Linked DNA regions of Mus musculus: all the other regions are linked to region 6. A link is a contact called in public HiCAR-type and promoter capture Hi-C data. All regions are on one chromosome and are shown on one strand. Each heading gives the region's core, a stretch centred on a gene start, on an enhancer-like site or on the middle of the called end of the contact. The rest is flanking DNA. Distances are from core to core; before and after follow the strand shown.

The links. Promoter capture Hi-C pulls out the DNA fragments that hold promoters and counts their contacts. HiCAR-type assays count read pairs that join an accessible place to other places.
Region 1: a contact with region 6 is called in a promoter capture Hi-C map of embryonic stem cells, with 5 times the contacts expected there. The contact joins the promoter of Ccnjl here to the promoter of Ublcp1 in region 6. A contact is called at or near these places in 9 of 39 promoter capture datasets (the 3T3-L1 cell line, HPC-7-derived erythroid cells, cranial neural crest and 4 more), 1 of 484 Hi-C or Micro-C datasets (embryonic stem cells), 4 of 115 datasets of contacts at active chromatin or transcription factors (astrocytes, embryonic forebrain, neural tube and 1 more) and 2 of 9 other capture datasets (adipose tissue and liver).
Region 2: a HiCAR-type map of astrocytes shows a contact between it and region 6, with 6 times the contacts expected there. The contact joins the promoter of Pwwp2a here to the promoter of Ublcp1 in region 6. A contact is called at or near these places in 14 of 39 promoter capture datasets (the 3T3-L1 cell line, the C10 cell line, the HPC-7 cell line and 10 more), 4 of 484 Hi-C or Micro-C datasets (CD4 T cells, embryonic stem cells and muscle stem cells), 9 of 115 datasets of contacts at active chromatin or transcription factors (the 230-238 cell line, astrocytes, bone marrow-derived macrophages and 6 more) and 3 of 9 other capture datasets (adipose tissue, embryonic stem cells and pancreatic islet).
Region 3: a promoter capture Hi-C map of hippocampal neurons shows a contact between it and region 6, with 4 times the contacts expected there. The contact joins the enhancer-like site here to the promoter of Ublcp1 in region 6. A contact is called at or near these places in 2 of 39 promoter capture datasets (embryonic stem cells and hippocampal neurons), 1 of 484 Hi-C or Micro-C datasets (stem cell-derived neural stem cells), 2 of 115 datasets of contacts at active chromatin or transcription factors (astrocytes and embryonic stem cells) and 2 of 9 other capture datasets (adipose tissue and embryonic stem cells).
Region 4: a contact with region 6 is called in a promoter capture Hi-C map of embryonic stem cells, with 3 times the contacts expected there. The contact joins the promoter of Adra1b here to the promoter of Ublcp1 in region 6. A contact is called at or near these places in 4 of 39 promoter capture datasets (cranial neural crest, embryonic stem cells, maxillary cranial neural crest and 1 more), 1 of 484 Hi-C or Micro-C datasets (embryonic fibroblasts), 2 of 115 datasets of contacts at active chromatin or transcription factors (astrocytes and embryonic stem cells) and 2 of 9 other capture datasets (adipose tissue and embryonic stem cells).
Region 5: a contact with region 6 is called in a promoter capture Hi-C map of liver, with 2.3 times the contacts expected there. The contact joins the enhancer-like site here to the promoter of Ublcp1 in region 6. A contact is called at or near these places in 2 of 39 promoter capture datasets (3T3-L1-derived adipocytes and liver) and 1 of 115 datasets of contacts at active chromatin or transcription factors (pancreatic cancer cells).
Region 7: a contact with region 6 is called in a promoter capture Hi-C map of embryonic stem cells, with 7 times the contacts expected there. The contact joins the promoter of C1qtnf2 here to the promoter of Ublcp1 in region 6. A contact is called at or near these places in 3 of 39 promoter capture datasets (embryonic stem cells and maxillary cranial neural crest), 2 of 484 Hi-C or Micro-C datasets (cerebellum and ventricular fibroblasts), 1 of 115 datasets of contacts at active chromatin or transcription factors (astrocytes) and 1 of 9 other capture datasets (adipose tissue).

What each region holds. Positions count from the first base shown.
Region 1 is chr11:43,527,253-43,530,041 of GRCm38.p6, reverse strand. It overlaps Ccnjl (cyclin J-like), which reads right to left and starts at 1,293. Exons shown (of 6, transcript NM_001045530.2): 1 at 1,075-1,293; 2 at 583-687. The coding sequence starts at 645.
Region 2 is chr11:43,680,586-43,683,505 of GRCm38.p6, reverse strand. It overlaps Pwwp2a (PWWP domain containing 2A), which reads right to left and starts at 1,508. Exons shown (of 2, transcript NM_027557.1): 1 at 890-1,508. The coding sequence starts at 1,413. Gm34963 (a long non-coding RNA gene) reads left to right here and starts at 1,442. Exons shown (of 2, transcript XR_388594.3): 1 at 1,442-1,671.
Region 3 is chr11:43,492,858-43,495,557 of GRCm38.p6, reverse strand. No RefSeq gene overlaps it. Among named protein-coding and RNA genes, the nearest start is that of C1qtnf2, 20 kb to the right of the region's middle. Within about 2 kb of position 1,312, at least 52 of the 459 cell types and tissues checked have an H3K27ac peak or open chromatin away from gene starts, as enhancers often do. A contact at or near this core is called in hippocampal neurons and stem cell-derived neural stem cells, where this site is marked.
Region 4 is chr11:43,835,129-43,837,957 of GRCm38.p6, reverse strand. It overlaps Adra1b (adrenergic receptor, alpha 1b), which reads left to right and starts at 1,469. Exons shown (of 2, transcript NM_007416.4): 1 at 1,469-2,818. The coding sequence starts at 1,870.
Region 5 is chr11:43,927,987-43,930,686 of GRCm38.p6, reverse strand. No RefSeq gene overlaps it. Among named protein-coding and RNA genes, the nearest start is that of Gm12153, 30 kb to the left of the region's middle. Within about 2 kb of position 1,351, at least 52 of the 459 cell types and tissues checked have an H3K27ac peak or open chromatin away from gene starts, as enhancers often do. A contact at or near this core is called in liver, where this site is marked.
Region 6 is chr11:44,469,017-44,471,812 of GRCm38.p6, reverse strand. It overlaps Ublcp1 (ubiquitin-like domain containing CTD phosphatase 1), which reads left to right and starts at 1,265. Exons shown (of 11, transcript NM_024475.5): 1 at 1,265-1,385.
Region 7 is chr11:43,472,794-43,475,619 of GRCm38.p6, reverse strand. It overlaps C1qtnf2 (C1q and tumor necrosis factor related protein 2), which reads right to left and starts at 1,314. Exons shown (of 4, transcript NM_026979.5): 1 at 1,233-1,314. It also overlaps the pseudogene Gm12151.

The DNA of each region.
Region 1 (2,789 bases), core at 44-2,543, 940 kb after region 6:
CTAGGACTGCCCCCAGGCCAGACTTTTAAATTTCATTCAGTTCCTGCCTTAACAATGAATTCCCACCATCTACCTAATATTTCTTTACACCGAACTGTAACTTTACTACGTTTGCATAGATTTATTTAGGCATCTGCTTTACCACTGAGCTATGCACTAGTCTAGTAATTATATTTTAAAAGAAATTGCTACAACATCATTACAATGATAGGGAAAATCAGCATTATGTATAGTAGGTGGTATTATGTGTCTTTGAATTACACACTGTAATGGATACACAGTATTTTTTTTTTAATCCATTCTTGTACCATGTAAAGTAACCTCGGGAGGAAATCCAATGGGATACGAACTATTCTTCATTTAGGTGGCTGGTGAAAAACCGACTTCAAGTTCTTGGATCTCCAGGTCCTTTGCCTGGAAGAAGACCACACTCCCCATGAAGGTAAAAGAGCAGGCGCACAAATAAAAGGGCACCAAGAGTGCTGAGTTCCCATGCGGGGCATCCTGAAGACACCCACAGGAGACCGAAAGTGACTTTAAATACCCAGTCCTTGCGAGTGACAAGGGCGGGGAGGAACTGACCTTCTCGCGCAGAGTGCAGTGTACGTCCGAGGCGACGCGCCCTTCCCACCACGGCTCATCCATCACCGCCGCAGTTATGAAGCTACCGGGATCTCGGGGCGCACCCTGCGAGGACACCAGGAGCTTCAGCGATCGGAGACTCTTCCTTCACCCTGCCCTCAGTGACCCTGATCCTCCTCGGTCCCTGTCCCAGTCCGGGACGGGCGCCCCCTCCTGCCCTGCACCGTGGAGCTGGCTGTCGCCCGCTGTCCTGAAGAGCCAGCAGTGTCCCCGCTCCCCTCCCTCCGCCCGCCCAACCTGGGGCTATCTGGAACTGTGTGCAACAACTTGCAGAATATCCAATGTGCCCCTCTGCAAAAGTTGCAAAGTTGCGGGCTGTAGTAGCTCTCCCAGGGCTGGCTGGGTCACTGGCTCAGAGTCCCCAACTCCTCCCCCGCCGCCTAGCCTTTGTCCTGCTCGCACATCCTGCCCTCGAGCCGGGGCCAGACTCACGCATCGCTGTCCCGGCGTGGGGGGCCGCGGGTGGTGGGTCCCTTCCCGCACCGGGTACGTAGTGCCCTCCGATGGCCGCCCGGTCCCTGGCCTCGCGTGCTCGCGACCGCTGCCTCTGCAGCCCGTCCCGCCCGGCCACCGGCGCGCCCCTGCGTGCGCTCGGTCCCGCCGCGGCTCGCAGTTCGGGCCGCCGGGGGCCTCCCTCCCTCGCTCGGGGAATTGGGGGCCGGGCCTCGCGCATGCGCCGCCAGCACCCCGCGCCCCGCGGGGCGGGGGGCTGGGAATGGCAGTCTTTCTTTCCCCGGCGCTGAGCTGCGCTTCCTGCCCACCCTCCTCCCTCGCCCGGGCAGAAAGCTAGGCTTCACCTTCCCTGGGACTCTGGGGGCGATCCCCAGTGACCCTGCCCCCTTGATCCTGGAGCGCGGGGGACGCGGCGCCACCTGCGTGTGCCGCGCGTGGATCCAGCGGCCAGGACGCCCCCAGAAAGTTCTGACTTCCGCATGCGCTGCTCCTGCCAACCTGCAGACGCTTCCACCTGTCTTTCTTTCTTTTTCAGCCTGCCCTGCGATGGGGAGGTAGATTTTCAAACAATTCCCACAGGAGCCCCAGAGAAGACACCCTTGGATACGCACGAGTTCCTCTTTATAAAGAGGGCTCAGTGAGTATCTTATTGTACTCTTAAGCGTGCATCCATGCTGAGCATTGCAGGGAAACAGTCCTTGTGGCAGGTTGCGGGATAGAAAGCCCTTTTAATTTACTTGTTTTCAGAAAGGCATTTTCTGGAGCCTGCAGTATAATGGCATAACATCCTGCTGTGCTGATTTTTGTGAGCCCTTTGGTGATCCCACTAACTTAAAATCAAGTCCACCAACTACCTGGGTGTTTTTGTTCACCCAGTGTCTTAACCACTTAGAGCTTGGCTTTAGGTAATAGAGGGATACAAACTACAATAATCTGCTGGGGATACATTATGATTAAATGAGAAAGGACACGAAAGAGGATTACCACTAGGCCCGTTAGAAAGTCACCAGTCAATAAATAATTACACGAAAAAGACTTTAGTTTCTGCCTAGTTTTCTACAAGATAGATATTTGTTGTGGTTTGAGACATGGTTTTTCTGTGTAGCCCCAGCTGTCCTGGGACTTGCTCTGTAGACCAGGCTGGCCTTGAACTTGGCGATCTGAGGGAGGTCTTGTAGGACTACAGAGTCCTGTGAGCTGGGACTAAAGGTGTGTGCCACCATCATCAAGCCGCAAGTAAAATTTTACGGGTTAAAAATACAATTTAGTTTTGAAAGGCTACTATAGTACTGCATACCTGCGACATTAGCACTCAGAAGGCTGTCTGTAGCTTAAGGGTTAGGAGTTCAAGGGCAGCCTGAGTTACACAGAAGTTTGAACCCTGTCTAGGCTGAGGGTTTTTTGTTTTGTTTTGTTTTGTTTTTCTATGTTTTTTTTTTTAGCTTTGATGAACTTGTACTGAAAAGAAGTTTTAGCATTTATGAGCCCTCATAAAAATTTAAAAAATACCTGAGATTAAACAAATGTGATATATATGCAATCATGTATGCATATCTTTAGATCAATGTGACCTAAGACCTTCATGAAGAATCAGATGCAAAGCATGGACAGGCAGGCCATCAAAGAAAAAAAAATCTCATGCCCTATTCACTAACAAACAGATACAAACAGATACACAAGTAGATACACAGATA
Region 2 (2,920 bases), core at 259-2,758, 790 kb after region 6:
GAATGGGAGTCTCTGCACTTCCTATCTGCAAAAGAAGAGAATAAAAAGGTTAACTCTAGACTGAAAGCAGATTACCTTCTTTACCTGTTTAAAGCAGTGCCCAGAACATTTTAAATCAAAAGGTGAAAATATACTGGATAAGACAGAGGTTTGTAGGTGAACTCAACCTTCTAGTCAAAACAAATTTAACTGTAAACATCGTCTCGGAAATCTTTTGAGACTCAATCTCTATCACTGCCAAAGAAAAAGTCATGCGAACATTCCTTTGTAAACCCACCACTTGGGTAGTAAATGTTCAAAAGACAGGGGACCTATCCCGTCTCCAATATTTCTTTAAGCTATAAGTAAAATTAGCAAAAGGTACCTCCTTATTAAAGAGTGATCCTCCGAGAAACTATTTCCAGCAGTTCTTAATAACAGTTAAAAAAGGGTTCATTAACTCTAGGCTCTTCCTCTTTTAACAACTGACAGGTAACCTTTTGGGAAGCCCAAAGCACACACCCCTTTCTTCAGCCCCGCTAAAGTTAAAGGTTGATTTGAGGACAGGGAGATGCCTCCGCAGCACCTCTTCCCCCCCCCCCCCCCCCACAGCACCCGTTTCTCTAGGGGATCCATCTGCATTTTGCATTAACCCATCTGCCCCAGTGCGCAAGCCAGAGGGTCGCAGGGGGCTGGGGATGCGGAGGCGGGGTGTGCCAGCCATCTGCACCCGCGCGCGTCCCCAGCTGCACACCTGGGGCCGGGGCCGCGCGCGTCGGCCCCACGCGGAGCGCGCCCCACGCGGAGAGCGGCGCGGCGCGCAGGACCCGAGGGCGGGGCGGGAGCAGCTCGGGTTCGCGCTCTCCCTCGCGGCGGAGCGGACAGCTTGCAGTTGGGGGGCCGACGGTACCTTTTGGATAGGTCCATGAGGACCCCGGAGAAGAGCTTCTCCCCGAGGCGGAACGACACGACGAGCGCGTCCTCGATGATGTGGTCCAGCGTGACCCGCACCTCCGAGCCGGGGATGAGGTGCGACACCGCCGAGTCCCCGCCCGCCGGCGGCACGAGCGCCGGAGCTGGTGGCGGCCGCGGCGCGTCCTCGGGCTGCTCGGGGGCGGCCGGAGGCTGCTCGGGCGGCGAGACCGGGACAGCCGCGGGCTCGGGCGGCTTCGCCTCCTCAGCCTCGGAGCTATCGGCCAGCTCCCCCGGCGGCGGCGGCGGCGGCGGTGGCGGCAGCGGCTGCTCGTCGGCCTGAGGGGCGGACTGGCGCCCGTCGGCCTCGCCGTCCGGCACCGCCGCCTCCGTGGCCGTGACCGGGAGGGGGGTGCCGGCTTCGCTGCCGGGAATGGGCTCTAGCTCCGGCTCGGCCTCGCCGGCGCCCCCTTCCCCGGGGGACGCCGCGGTCGCCGCCGCCTCAGCAGCCACGGCCGCCATTTTCTCGCTGGTTTCTCCCTCCTCCTACTCGGGCTGCGGCGGCGGCGGCGGCAGCGCGGCTGGGATCCCGAGGCCTTCCCCTCCCTCCCGCTAACACTCTCGTCCCGCCCTTTCCCTGATGCTCGTGATTGGCACCGCGCCATTGGCTCCGCCTTCCACCCCCTTCCGCACTTCTGTCAACCCATTGGTCAGAAGGAGCCGTCTGTCGCGGGCTGAGTCCCGCCCCCTCCCTCAGAGTAGGAACTTCCCATTGGTCAGGTGAGTTGTCAAGTGGAGAATCTAAAAGGAGTTTGAGGGGCGGGCTGAAGGATGGCAAAAGCGGCGCCCTGTGCTTACAGCCTGTATCTATTGGTTAGTAGGGGAAATACCGCTTTAGGATTGGTTTATGCCCCTGCCCTTACTCGGCCCGTTCTTCGGAGGTGGGAGAAGGGAAGAAAACGCGAGTCGTGCCAGTTCTTTCAAAGACTCCCCAAGGGGGGAATAGCGGGAGAATGCAGAAAGGGAACCACTTCCCAAGAATCTTTGCGCAGAGATCCTTAGAATAAATGTTATTTCTAGGCTTGGATTTGCTTGTGGCCAAGTGTGGGCACAACAGGCTTCTGTTGGGAAAGATAACTAAAGTTCCGAAAATAATCCTGAGACACTTTTTGGGTGCCTATTCACTAGTCAGATTACGAGGTGCTGGAAACAGGGCGATGTACAAGACATTCTCCATGACCACATGACAGGAGCTCCCGCATACACACAAGCGGTGTTTTCCTTGGTTTCACTCTTTAAAATATAAAGGACTAAACTCTAGGAACCTGCTAATTTCAAAAAAGGAAAATTCTAACGAGAAGACAGACAACTGGCATGCTAAATTGACTGTAGTCCTTAGATCCACGGAAAGAGTTCACTATTGAAGCCTTTTCTTTCCTTACCCTCTTCCTTGCCGTGTGCAGAAAGAAAGAAAGAAAGAAAGAAAGAAAGAAAGGAAGGAAGGAAGGAAGGAAGGAAGAAAGAAAGAAAGAAAGAAAGAAAGAAAGAAAGAAAGAAAGAAAGAAAGAAAGAAATCTAGGCATAGTTGCCGGTGGGGCAGCTCTTGGGAGGCACAGGCAGAAATGGCAAAATTCTAGTCCAGACTTAATACAGTTTCAGGATAGACTCAACTGCAAACTGAGATCCCATCCCAAGAAAGAAAAGATGAGGGCTAGGGGAGCCCTCCAGTGTCCTAAGGTCCTTGTTTTTGTGGTTTGGGTTTTTGTTTTGAAACAGCGTCTCCCTATGTACTTCTGGCTTGCCTGGAACTCACAGAGATCGGCCTCCTTCTCTCTGCCTCCCAAGTGTTGCGTTTAAAGACCAATTCTATTTGAAATCTGTTAAGTCTAGAAGGAGCCACTGTACTCATTTCTTGCAGATTGTTCCTCAGTCAGTCCTTTCTAATAGGAGCAATCAGAGGCACTGAAAACACCTACAAAAGAGAAAGAAGATATTTACCAACGTGGAGGGAAGAATGAAATGTCAAAGA
Region 3 (2,700 bases), core at 63-2,562, 980 kb after region 6:
TTTCTACAGCAGGGAAAGGGTATAGCTCTTGAAGAGTGAGGGAGCTACACTAACGTAGGGTCTCCTGTCATCAGACCCATGTGCAAGGAGCTGGGTCTGTGACTCTCAGACTATGGAATCAGAGGGTCCCAAGGAGAGGCGAGCCACTGCTCTGAAAGCCTGGGTAGGTTGTGGTACCAAATGGCTTCAAAGGTCTGACCTGAGACCCCCTCGGAACCAACTCTATCCTACTCAGAAACTTGTCAAAGCCTAGACAGTTCTGGTTTATCAGGCTCCTCCCGCTGGGAAGCATGGGGTAGACAGACCTGCTCACAGGGGCCCCCTATCTGTGGTCTCTGCTTCCCCGTGTCTATGAAGTGAGGTTGGTGGTCTTGGAAGCTGCTGACAATAGTGTGAACTGTGGAGCAGTCCGCACACATCAAAGGCGGCCTGCTGCCAGTGTTCAGTAAACGTTGCCGCCATTTCTAGTGTAGCTCAGGAGATTTGACAGTGATTTGTTATAACAGAAGTCTTCACTGAGGGGTGGGAAGATGGCTCAGTGTGTAAAAGCATTGGCCAGAAAAGCAGGTTAGGGGCAGAAAAGGCCCTAAATACAGATTTTCCCCAAACTCACATACAAGCCTGGCATGCATGAACACAAGTCTGTCACTCTAGTTCTATTGGGGACAGAGACAGGAGGATTGCTGGGGATTGTCAGTCATCAGCAGAGATCCAAGTTCAGTGACAGATTCGGACTCAAGGGAATAAGATGAGAAATGGTAAATCAGGACACCCGCTATTTTTCTCTGGCCTCAGTGTGTGCATGCGTGTACACACACACACACACACACACACACACACACACACACACACACGTCTTCAGTAGAAGCAGAGGCCTGAGTGTGGAGATTTAGACGCTGGCTGATTCCCTCAGCAATGCTACTCATTGTGCGTGTGTTGTCGTCCTTTCCTGACTGCTTTGAAGAGAGAGAGAGATCAACATTTGATGCCTACATTGGTCCTGAGATCTTCTGGCCCAGCCGTTCATTTTGCTGAAGTCACAAACGTTATCACCCAAACCACACAGGGGACCCCAAGACACTCAGGACTGGACCCCGTTCTTGCTTAACAAGAGCTGGTACTCCTGCCCCATCTCAGGCTGGTCTCTGACACAAACAGGGAGCTCAAAACTCTGTCCCAAGTGCAGATGTCTGGAAAAGGTGAGACTGATTTTATTCCTTTTCTTTCTTTTTCTTTTTTCCCAGCACAAGATCACAGCCACCCTAGAACCCTGGCCTGAGACTCTCCCTTTTGTCTTGGGCTCTGAGGCTAGGAAACTGTCTGCTGCAGAGGCCTGCTGGTTTTTCCAGCCCCCTGTGGCTTATTGGAGGTTTGTGCGGTAGGTGTGCTCCCTCTAGTGGCACAAGTAAGAATTACATGCAGCCCGGAAGCCGTTTCTTCCTATTATGGTGGGGGTGAAGAGTGGGGTGGGGATAGGAGAGAGTGGGTTGGGGCTGGGGGGCTGGGGAGCTGGGGAGGCTGGGGGGGTGGTTGTCAAGCCTCCAATGTAACTTTGATGCATTCTGTACTTGTAGAACCGACTCGCCCCCACCCCCGCACTGTCTCTCCTTTACCTCACCCTAATTCCAGCCCTGTCAATCCCAACTTTGACTTTTGCTCTTTGTTTTTGTATTAATCTTGATTTACTAACATTCTCTATTAAAATATTATCTGTATATATTATTGAGTCTTTGGTCATCTTTTAAAATTTGTGTCTGAGATGGGTGTCAGACTTCTCCCCTGCCATAATTTTGATCATCAACCTGCAGAGGAAAAGCCCTTATGTAAACGGAGTACAACACGCACTTGCCAGGGGAGACCTAAGGTCTGTCTGTCAGTGTGGGCTGGAAGCTCTCTGCACTGTCATGATCAGAGGTGGGGTTCTCCAGGCTGCTTCAGAAGGGGGTAGCTGCCCTTCAAAGAATGCACTGAACTGGGGTCTGGTGGCACAGGCCTTAATCCCAGCAGGCGGACTTCTTTGAGTTCCAGGCCAGCCCAGTTGACAGAGCAAGTTCCAGGACAGCAGGACTGCACAGAGAAACCCTGTCTCGAAAACCGTGAGGCGGGAAGCTGCTTTTCAAAGAGTGTATTGAAGGAGAGAGAGCCTTTGGATTAAAGGCTCACCAAGTTCTAGGTCTTCTTCAGTACCTACATAAAGGGAAGACCGCAAACAGGCCCAGCTTCTCAAGGCATTCAAGAAGCCACAGACAGGACTAGGAACGAGGGTCTTACCATGTAGCCCTAGCTAGCCTGGCATTTGTTATGTAGATCAGGCTATCCTCCAACTCACAGAGATTCACCTGCCTCTGCCTCCTGAGTGCTGGGATTCTCATCATCATGCCTGGTTTAAAAAAAATTTTTTTTTTAGAGAAAGGAAAAGAAAAAACTGTTTACAAATGAAGGTGCCAGTCCATCTCAGAGGCTGACCCTTCTGCGGGGACCCCGGGCAGAACCCCTGCCCACCTGTTGATCTGTTTGGGCCACAGAGTACTGCCTGGTTTCTAGACACTTACCCACCCCATTGCATTTGTGGTGGACTCAGTGAGAATGATTAAATAAACCTTATTTTGTTAGCACTGGGCCCACGCTTCCCAGGACCAGCCCATGCCCTACCTGTTGTTCCATGAGTATCCACCAGGGGGCAGTGAGCGCAAGCTGCTT
Region 4 (2,829 bases), core at 220-2,719, 630 kb after region 6:
GAACGTAGCACATGGTCTAGCATCTAAGTATTGGGAGACAGAGAATCTTGAGTTCAAAACCAACCTGAAGACCTTCTTTCTTTTTTTTTTTTTTTTTTTTTTTTTTGAAGACCTTCTTTCTAAAAACAAACAAACAAACAAACAAACAAGAAAATTCTTCCCTGGTTTGACTTTTTTCTTCTTCCTTTTTGTAATTACCCACCTCTGGAAATAGGGTTTGTAGCCTAATAGCCTACATGTATACAAGGCAATACAAGAAAAGAGCCAACAGGCAAGACCCCCCCCCCCAAGTCCCTTCCCCAGGATTTGGCAATCAGTCCTCACTCTCTACTCCCAGAGATACAACTAGCTCCCTCTCACCCTTCCCTCCCTTCCTCCCTCCTTCCCTCCTTCCCTCCTTCCCTCCTTCCCTCCCTCCCTCCTCCCTCCTTCCCTCCCTCCCTCAACTATCTCTTTAGTGACAACCCCAAGCCCCTTCTTAAAATGTCAAGTTCAGCCTAGAGATGCTGCTCACTTGGTAGAGTATGTGCTTGCCTAGAATGCACGAAGCCCTGAATTCCATCCCCAGTATCAAATAAACCAACCACGGCGGTACATGCTTGTAATTCCAGCACTCAGGAGGTGGCCATAGGAAAATCAAGAGTTCAAAGGTATTCTTGTGTTATACAGTGAGCTGGAGGGCAACCTGAGCTACATCATACTCTGTCATTAAAAAAAAAAATCCAATTCATATTCTTCCATACCCTGGTTGCATTTCTCTGTCCTCAATTAATCTTCTCCTAAACTCCTGTCATTAGATGTCTCGCTTCAGATTTTGCTTGTTTGATAAGCTTCCACTTGCCGGTCAGGAATCTGGGTACCCTTCTAACTGTTGGAGAACAGTGCCTAGAATGGAGCCACTGCCTGGAGGTGGACATTAACAATCCACTGAAGGAATGTGTGCAGGGAATAACTGAACGAATGAATGAGCAACAGAAGTTTCTAGGTTTTATCAAGGCCAAAGAGGTTGCAAGGGGGAACTAAAGTATACGCCTGGTCTCAGATGTGACTCAAGTCTCTGTCACCTGCCTAACGCAGGGATTTTCTTCCTTTTGTAGAAGCCAGTTGTGTAGAAGTTGCACATCTCTCTGAACCCATGGCTTGACTCCAGGAGCCCCCATTAGAGGTAAGCATCCCCACCCTACCTTTTAACTGAAGCGTGAACAGGGGGAAAAAATAATCCCAGCGGGCCCCCTGGGGTGTATGAACCGGGATGCCCACACCCGGATCCCCTGCTCTGCTCCCCGCCCCATCCCCGCAGAGGGAGCGGTGCCGGGCGCGGCAGGTCTCCAAGCCGACTAGGCTGGCGCTGGCGTCGGGGCTGCGCTCCTTGGCTGGACCCGCATTGCCCCCTAGTGCCGCACAGAGTCAGGGCGCCCGGGCTTCCCCGCCTGATGTCACCGCCGTGCAGTCAGCCCAGAGGCGGCTCATTGAAAGCAGACCCTCCTCGCGATCGCTGGGCGGAGAAGGCACCGCGGTCCGTAGACCCGCCGCGGGCCGGGCACAGCCGGGCACCCCCGGCCCGGCGCCCGCTCCTCCCCGCGCTCCCGCGCCAGCCCGGCCAGGCGCGCCTGACGTGGACCATTAAACTTGGAGCTGCCGCCTCGTCCCCTCTCTCCTCCTCCTCCCTCTGACAGGCGAGCGAGCCGCTGGGTGCAGGCAGGCGACGTGCTGCCGGGCTAGGCTGCCCGGGGGAGATGACTTCTCGCCAGGAGGACGCCTCTGGAAAGAAGACCACGGAGGGAGCAAAGTTTCAGGGCAGCTGAGGAGCTTTGGTCGCAGCCCTTCCGAGCCCAATCTCCTCCCTGGCTATGGAGGGCGGACTTTAAAATGAATCCCGATCTGGACACCGGCCACAACACATCAGCACCTGCCCACTGGGGAGAGTTGAAAGATGCCAACTTCACTGGCCCCAACCAGACCTCGAGCAACTCCACACTGCCCCAGCTGGACGTCACCAGGGCCATCTCTGTGGGCCTGGTGCTGGGCGCCTTCATCCTCTTTGCCATCGTGGGCAACATCTTGGTCATCCTGTCGGTGGCCTGCAACCGGCACCTGCGGACGCCCACCAACTACTTCATTGTCAACCTGGCCATTGCTGACCTGCTGTTGAGCTTCACAGTCCTGCCCTTCTCCGCTACCCTGGAAGTGCTCGGCTACTGGGTGCTGGGGCGCATCTTCTGTGACATCTGGGCAGCGGTTGATGTCCTGTGTTGCACGGCCTCCATCCTGAGCCTATGTGCCATCTCCATTGACCGCTACATTGGGGTGCGATACTCTCTGCAGTACCCCACGCTGGTCACCCGCAGGAAGGCCATCTTGGCGCTCCTCAGTGTGTGGGTCTTGTCCACGGTCATCTCCATCGGGCCTCTCCTTGGATGGAAAGAACCTGCGCCCAATGACGACAAAGAATGTGGGGTCACAGAAGAACCCTTCTACGCCCTCTTTTCCTCCCTGGGCTCCTTCTACATCCCACTGGCGGTCATCCTGGTCATGTACTGCCGAGTCTACATCGTGGCCAAGAGGACCACCAAGAATCTGGAGGCGGGAGTCATGAAGGAAATGTCCAACTCCAAAGAGCTGACCCTGAGAATCCACTCTAAGAACTTTCATGAGGACACCCTCAGCAGTACCAAGGCCAAGGGCCACAACCCCAGGAGTTCCATAGCTGTCAAACTTTTTAAGTTCTCCAGGGAAAAGAAAGCAGCCAAAACCTTGGGCATTGTAGTCGGAATGTTCATCTTATGTTGGCTCCCCTTCTTCATCGCTCTCCCACTTGGTAAGTTGGGG
Region 5 (2,700 bases), core at 102-2,601, 540 kb after region 6:
TAAGGCTGACTTTCGTGACCCTGATGGTGTAACTGCTTCTACCTTTACAGGGAATTAAATTCAGACTAACTGGGTGATGATAAATGTCTCCATCCACTTTCCATTCCCATAATGCCAGAAGCTAGGTACTTTACAAAGAAAAAGAGGTGTACTTAGCACGCAATTCTAGAGGATGAGAGCTTACAACTGGATGGCCCATCTCTTCGAGCCCTGAGGAAGGGCTTCTGGCTATGTCCAACACAGCAGATGGGAGGAGAATGTGTGAGAGACCATGAGTATTGAGAGAGGGAGCAAAGCCCTGGAGAAGGGCCAGGCTCTCTAACAGAGCTTCTCTAATAAGACCTGATGCACAACTGTAGGGCAGCATTGATCCATTTGTGGGTTGAGCTCCTCTTAAGGGTTCTATATCCTTGATGGTACCATACTGGGGACTAAGCTTCCAGACCATAAATATGTTGCAGCAAATCCTCTCCTATCCATAGCATTAAAGATGAAGGGTTCAAGGGCAAGATTCCTATAACAGATGGGTGGTGAACCATGAATACAGTTAGCCCTCCTGGGATTGGGCTACTGAAGAGAAAGGTCCTCAGCCCCTCTTCTCATCTAATCAAACCAAAAGGATTTCCTCATCCCTGGAAACAGAAGGGAGTGTCCCTCTCTTATCAGCCCCTCCAAGGTCCACGGAATACCAAGAAAGAGGGAATTGAAAGAATCTAAGAGACAGAGGAAGGAATGTTGTGGAATGCTGCCCTCTGGACAGGATGTGGCCACTGCACATGAAAATACTCAGCTTCTGTAATTATCTGTGTAAGACCCATACATGACTTGTCCCATCAATATTCCTTTATGAAAGAATGAAGACCTCCCAAGGCTCCACCCCTCCGTGGGGTGATACAGGCAGTTAGTGGTTGCTGGAGTGACGAAGAGTTATGCTCTTCGGTGGCGTTAGCCACTAACAAGATAAAGTGCTCCTGTAAATAACCCCTACCTGTGCTCTTGTAAGAAACTGTACAAACGAGCCCCTGCCCACCCAGCTTGTAAGCCACAGCATGCAGATGCCAAGCCAAGAGATGAACATGAGACTCCAGCCTGTCAACAGAAGCATAGTCATAGACTTTCACATCTGAGCTTCTGACCAGAAAGCATTCACCTGAGCTCCGCTGTTATCACCAGCAGCTTCCGGCCCTCCCAGGGAGATCGGCCCATCCCACTCTGGCTGTTGCCCTTGGTTGAACCTCAGGAGACTGGGAGGAGTTATTTTCTTAGCCGATCTGCAACAGCCCTGCTGGCTCCTACCTCAAAGGCAAAGATTCCTCCTCTAGTTTGTTGGCACTGGTTTGTGCCAAGGATCCAGAGAGAGGACAGGCTCTGGCCTCCCATGGGCCTCTGCCAGGCATGTGAGTCAGGACCGGGCTGTAGTCAGAGGAGCCATTGTGACAGAGATGTGGAACTCAGTCCATGGTGTCCTCTCAGGTCAGGTATCTCCTCACCAAGAATCTGCACAGGGCCCTGAGGTGCGATAAGCAGGGAATATGCAGAGACTTCACTTCTTCTTGTCCTACACGGAAATAAGAAAGCCAGGAGACAGAATACCAATGTTTATCTGGACTGTCAACAAAAGGTTATGAGCAAAGGAGTAACTGGGGGAAACACATAGCTTTACAGGGACAAATACTAACAGCATAGCCTTCTGGAACTGTCCTAGATGCTCTAGGGTATAAAAGAGTCATGTTGGAGTCTCCCCATTGTACAGATACTGCCCAGGTGAAAGAGTCAAGCTATACAGTGAGCTGTGTTCATTTTATGCTCACTTACTGGGCACTTACTCCCTGGGAATCATTGTTCTGGGACAACTTACAAACTGCTCCTGCACACACAGGGGCTACCTGCTCAGGAGCTGCGGCAGTATCTTACCAAAAGAAGAGTAGGTCCAAATGAGTGTAAAGGGCTATGGCTTGCAAGGGAAGGAACTTCTAGGAATGGAGATGGAAGATGTCAAGAAGTTTGCTGTGCAAACTCAGAGAGCACTGTGGGTAGAACAATCGGTGCTGCCAGGAAGGAGAGATGGGTGCCTCCCATTCCAGTCCCACTTCCTTTTCTTTCTTTCTTTCTTTCTTTCTTTCTTTCTTTCTTTCTTTCTTCCTTTCTTTCTTTCTTTCTTTCTTCCTTTCCTTCCTTCCTTCCTTCCTTCCTTCCTTCCTTCCTTCCTTCCTTCCTTCCTTTCTTTCTTTTTTGATTATTTTTTATTAGATATTTTCTTTATATACATTTCAAGTGCTATCCCAAAAGTTCTCTATACCTTCCCCCTGCCCTGCTCCCCTACCTTTAAGCACCTTCCTCACTTGAAGCAAAAATTTTGCCATCTGTAATACAACTAAGATGCTAGCAGTGTAGGTCTCAGGAGGAGCAGGGAATGGAAATGATAAGGGAACAGAAGCCTAATGTGTGGCACCATGCTCACATGAGCTGAACAAAAACCTGTATCCACACCACTTTTAGGGAATGAAGTCGTGGGACACAGGGGCAAACCATTACCAGGTACCCAAGAAGAAAAAGAATCTACAGCTTTTTACTGTCTGGCTGTGAAGCAAGGTGGACCGAGAGGCAAGCCCAGAATTGGAACTTGACTCTGCCTGGCATCCAGTACCTGTACACTTAAACTCACTCCCAGCTCTGCCTCAGTCTTCACAACCACAGAAT
Region 6 (2,796 bases), core at 16-2,515:
TGTACCAAGGCACAGGAAGTCTGAGAACAACTGTCAAGAGGTGGCCACGCCTCTTATGGGTCTCTAAGATTGAATTTGAAGTTTTAAAAAGTATCAGATATACTTATCTAGGGGCTGATGATGTAAACATTCTTCAAGTTACTTTTTAGGTCTTTCTTTTCTTTTTTCTTTTGCATAACAAGTAACACTGGGAATTTCTTGAATGGATGAGAAGGGTTAGGTCCCGTTGAGGCTTTCTTCTGTCTGAGTCAGAGTTTCAGTCTGTATCCCAGGGCTGGAACTAGAATTCCCTATGCCCAGGCTGGCTTCAAATTTATGCACTATCCTACTGCCTCAGCTGGGATTACAGGCAAGAGCCGCCTCCAGGGGTTCAAATGGAGACTGCTTTGATAGCTAAGAAAAACTCCACTTTATGTGAGGCACCCATTCTAAATTCCGAAAAGATAAGTTCCTAGCAACTCTGACTCCTTGCCCCTTCCCCATGAATTGGAAAACTGCTATGAAATGATTAACTGCTGGCTCTGATTTCTGCGAACTCCGCTCATCATTACGCACAGGGGGTGGGGGGTGGGGGTGAGGCAGTTCCTCACATAGCTGTCAATCCCACAGAAATGAAGTAATTGTAACTGCCCTTAAAAGCCCCTTTCCTGTTTTAGCTCACAGGAACTAAAGAGAGCGGCTGCTTAAGAAGAAAAACTCGGATAACTATAATTTAAACGGAGTCTCCGGTCTCTCCGAGTGACTTCGAACGCTGCAGCATTTATTTCTATGAAAGCATGGCATTCTTCTGTAAAGAGAACTAGCTTTCCTTGCATTTAAGGAGGCAAAGCAAGCACGAGTGGGTGGAGCCGACCGACACACAGATCTGGAACACCGTTGTCACACGGATATTTGTTCCATGAGTGTTTGGATCACTTTGGCCGGCTTTCCCCTGGAGTGGGCAAATTATATTCCTGGCTCCTTGCGTCTCTAGAAAAGTCTCCTCTTCAGTCCTCAAAGGTCGGCTTCATTCGGAACGCGACACTGCCACAGGAGTCACAGGGCTCCGCAAAGCTCAGCTCTGGTGGAAAAAAAAAAAAAGTCGCCACCGGGCCGGAGCATGCGCAGAACAGCCGGCGGCGGCCACCAAGAACCGGGAGGGGTCTCTTTCACAGAGGTCAAAGTCTGGAAAACACTCGGCCGGCCTGGGCTCCGCAGGCGTCACATCGGAGGAGAAACCAAACAAGCGGCAGCCGCATTTCCCCCTCCCCTACAACACATTTCCGGTCTCAACCACACTTTCCGGTCCGCCCGCCGGTTCCGGTCCCGCCCCTCGCTTCCGGTCTCCTTAGGTTCCGCTGCGGCCGGCTTTTTCGTCCGCTGTAGCTGGTTCCGCCGCGCTCCAGGTGAGAGGACGCGGGGTTCTCCGGCGCGCCTGCCTGTGAAGGCGACGCTGCGGCCGGGGGATGCCACTGAACTGCATGCGCCCCGTGGTTTGTCTCGCTGCGGTCCGGGTGGGCTGGGACTGCAGCTGTCCCGCCTGGCCCCCAGAGGCCCCTGTCCCGGCGCACTGCGGGTCGTGGCCGCAGCCTTCGCATCCGGCCTTCTCACCTGACCCCAAGGCTTCCCACGTCCCAGAATGTTCTGCGTCCGCGGGCCTCGTCCCCCGCTCCTGCAGGGTCTGTCTTGTCCTCCCCTCACGCGGGTTGTCGAAGGCGTCCGAGGCAGCTTGTTTCTGAGACTCTGCCTGTCTTGGGATACTCCCGGGGCAGTCCGGGCTGCACCCCGCGCGGCTCCTGCGGGCCGGCGCCAGGGCCCGCGGCCCAGCACCGCACGCTCACTCTTGCCGGGCTGGATGAAAAGTTCACACTGTCACTTTTGAAATTGCCGCCGTTGGCTGCTTTTCGTGATGCGGTGTTGGGCGAGAGTCGCTGTGACTTATTTTGCAGGTTTCTAATCTGTACAGTGAGGTCGCTTGTTAGTCCAGGATTGTGAAGATTAAGATAGCGATAGTTAACGTGCTCAGCCCTCACTGCTACCGTTCTCCTAGCTCCTCGCGGCTTATCAAATGCTGTCAGGTGTTAGCGCTTATCAAAACACATACATGTGAACTGACTCATCTCTGGGTTTGGAAGGCTGAGGGCTAGAGAGGTAAGAGACTAGGCAAACCCAACACAGGATGTTAGGCAGAACTCCAGTATAAACATACGTTGATTACATATCCCATAAAAATGTCCTCTTTGAGTTGGATCGCCATCACCACCCACTCCCACCCCCCAATTTGGGGGACAAATGTGATAAACCATTAGCATTGTATGAGAAAGTATAAAAATGCCCATGCTTTTTTTGTCCTGCATGATTCTCAGTAGTGATGAAATGAGATTCAAAAATTAAAAAAAGTTTTAAGAACTTAAGCTGGAAAGGTTTGTATAACCTTTTTTTTTTTTCTATGCCCAGAGTCTTGGGGCATTTGACAACTTGTCTTTACCATTTGTAGCACAAGTTCTTTATGAAGTAGTGCCTGTTGTTAAGTGCATGGGGCCCATGCCATTGGCAGGTTTTTCTAAAGCCGGTAACAGAAGAGCCTAGAGGAGTAGCATGCTCAGCCTCTACCACCTCAGAGGTGGTAGAAAAAGACTGGTTAAAGTGGACATTGTTAGGTCTCTTTCCTTATTCTGATGATACTTCCAAGAAGTCTTCATCAAATTTAAGTCAGTGGTATTGGTTGAGAACCACTGGTCAAAAAACTCTCATGGTCTCCAGACTACCCTGCCCGTCCAAGCACCGGTTAGCTCAGCTCAGCTCAGCTCAGCTCAG
Region 7 (2,826 bases), core at 65-2,564, 1.0 Mb after region 6:
TTAGTTGGTGGTGGAGAGCGGAGTAGTGATTGTAGCAACCAGATACCAAATAATCCTGTGTAGATGGGAGAGCCGAAGTAAAACAGTGGGAAGAGAGATTTTTAATAATTCTAAATGCCTTTGTCATTATTAACGCTGCTGGTCTGCTGTGTATAGTTTCTGGCAGACAGTCATTTACGGGAAGGAGCTCTGGAATGTTGCAGACCAGTTTTATGGTCACGGCAGAGGAGCACCACACTGAGATGTACGAAGGCCTTCGTGTGTTACAGAAGGAACTGGATGGGCTGGGAGACCACCATCAGCCACTGTGATAGTTTGGGTGTTGAGGTTCCTGGAGTGGATCCCAGGGCAGTGGTGGTAGAAAATGTGAACTGTATAGAGATACAAATGAGGCAAGGGCATTTGGAGTATGGCTCTGCAGGGAGAGAGCTTGGCCAGCATGGACAAAAAAAACCTGGGTTTGCTCCCTGGAACTGAATAAATCCGACGTGGTGACACACGGGGAATCCTACCACACCATTGGCAGGGGCAGGAGGAGCAGGAGTCAAAGGTTATCCCTCAGCTACATAGTGAGCTCAAGGTTGGATGGGCCATAGGAGACCCTGGCTCTAACGAAAATAAAGACGAGGCTTAGAGACGAGGAGTTTGATGAAGCAGGGGGAGAGGAGAGAATTGTGAAGAATTTGATGTAATTTTCTGACTGTCATTTACTATAGCTTTCTGAGCACAATCTGCACCACCCTTCTCCCCATTTTAATGTATTTAAAGAAATGTCCAGAGATAAAGAGATAATGAGCCCTATTGAGGTTAACTCTGTGAACCCAAGCGTCCAATTTGGACACAAAGAGTTAAGTACCTTTGCTGCCGGTGCAGCCCAGAGCCTGTCCTTAAAGTTAGTTCCTCCTTTGAAGATAGATAAGTCGTTGTCATGGAAACGAAAGCACACAAGTTCAGGGCCTGAGGGCGTGGTACCAAATAGGTTCTCAGTAAACCTCAGGGCTCTTTTCTTTCTTAACCTGCGAGCCAGCAGTCAGAACCTGGCACATGGCATGCTCCTTAGAAATGTTTGAATCCGGGCTGTAATGCCCGAGGGAGGCAGAGGTGGAGAGGGGCCCATCCCGATGTCTATCCCCATCCCGGGGCGAGCTCTCTGCTACCTCATCTCGCGCCTGCAGCATCCAAGGTTCTTCCAGGTCCGCCCCACTCTCTGTCCTGAGGGGCACTACACTCACCTTCTGTGCACCGAGCCACATCCAGGGCCATCCGACGTCGCTGCTCCGGTGGTGTTCAGTCCTGCCTGCAGCAGCCAGAGATGCCGGCCCCAGGCATAGTTTTCCCATCCCGTCATGGGCGGGAGTGCCTTCCTTCCCGGTCACGTGCGCTGGCTAGCAGCTGGCCTTCTTTTTCCCTTCGGATTTTAGAAAGACTTTTAGCGATGGGGGCAACTTGGGTGTGTCGATGCATTTATGTGTGTAGAAGCTGTCAGAGCATTTGAAGGTTTAGTACACGAGTCGTTGTTATTGCGGTGTTCGCCAGTGTCTGCAGAGCCATCTGTGTGTACACGTGGGCATTTATCTCTTGGTGGATCCGAGGCTGTCTCAGGAGAGAGCATTTCCTTGTTCACTGAATGTTCGTGCACTGGACAGTGATTATAAGGTATACATACATGTTTTGTAGTAGTAGTAGTAGTAGTAGTAGTAGTAGTAGTAGTAGTAGTAGTAGTAGTAGTAGTAGTGTGTGCGTGTGTGTAGGTTATGCATTCAAATATACGTCAGACCCCAGTATGCATGTGCAGATTCATGGTGAAGACTGAGCTGAGTGTGTAACTGGGAGTATACTGGGTGTGTCTGATAGTGGCTAAGTATCTGTGTGAGGTGACATTGAGTGTTCAGTGGCTTCTTTTCTGTATACACACACACACACACACACACACGTACACACGTACACACGTGAGGATTTTCTCTGGATGTCAATGTCCACACAGATGGGAACATATATGTCCCTGCCCTCATCTCTCTCTCTCTCTCTCTTTGTCCTCTGCAGATGAGTTTCTTCTTTATCCTTCTGACTCTCAGGTCTACCTCAAGTTATGGAGAGAGAGAGAGAGAGAGAGGGAGAGAGAGAGAGAGAGAGAGAGAGAGAGAGAGAGAGAGAGAGAGAGAGAGAACACCCTGGGTGATCTCAGCATCCAAGACATCAGAGAGATCTCAGTTAGATAACAAGCAGACACTAGAAGAAGAAACACCAAAGGCCTGTTATTAGCACCTCTCCCTTCCTTCCTCTGCTCCCTTCTTCTAGCTCCTAGTATTCCCCACTGAGCAGCAGGAGCATCTGGCTAACAGCTGTCACAAGATGCAGACTTTACAGTCAGAATTTTAATGCAGAAATGCCTCCAAAGTCCAATGCTGATTGCATTCCCCTAGACACGTCAGTGGACTGCATAGACAGTATTTCACTTTCAGAGATGTCAGAGGAAGAATAATGATCTCACCTGCACCTGCCTTCCTTCCCTTAGCTGTGACACTCACCCATAAGACACTTAGGAAGTTATCAAGCTATGCAGAGATCAGTATTGATATTACATAAATTTATAATTTGTAGTGATCATAAATGTTATATTAATACCATCATATATATTAGCATTATATTGCATAATACAAAATAAGTAATGATACAAAGACATGCTAGTGGGCTCAATGTTTATTCAACAAATTAAAAGATTAACTTACATTTATTTATTTATTTATTTATTTATTTATTTATTTATGTTTATATGCATGTGTGTGGAGGTCAGTGGGTCTCAGACTGGCCATGCCTACAAGATAG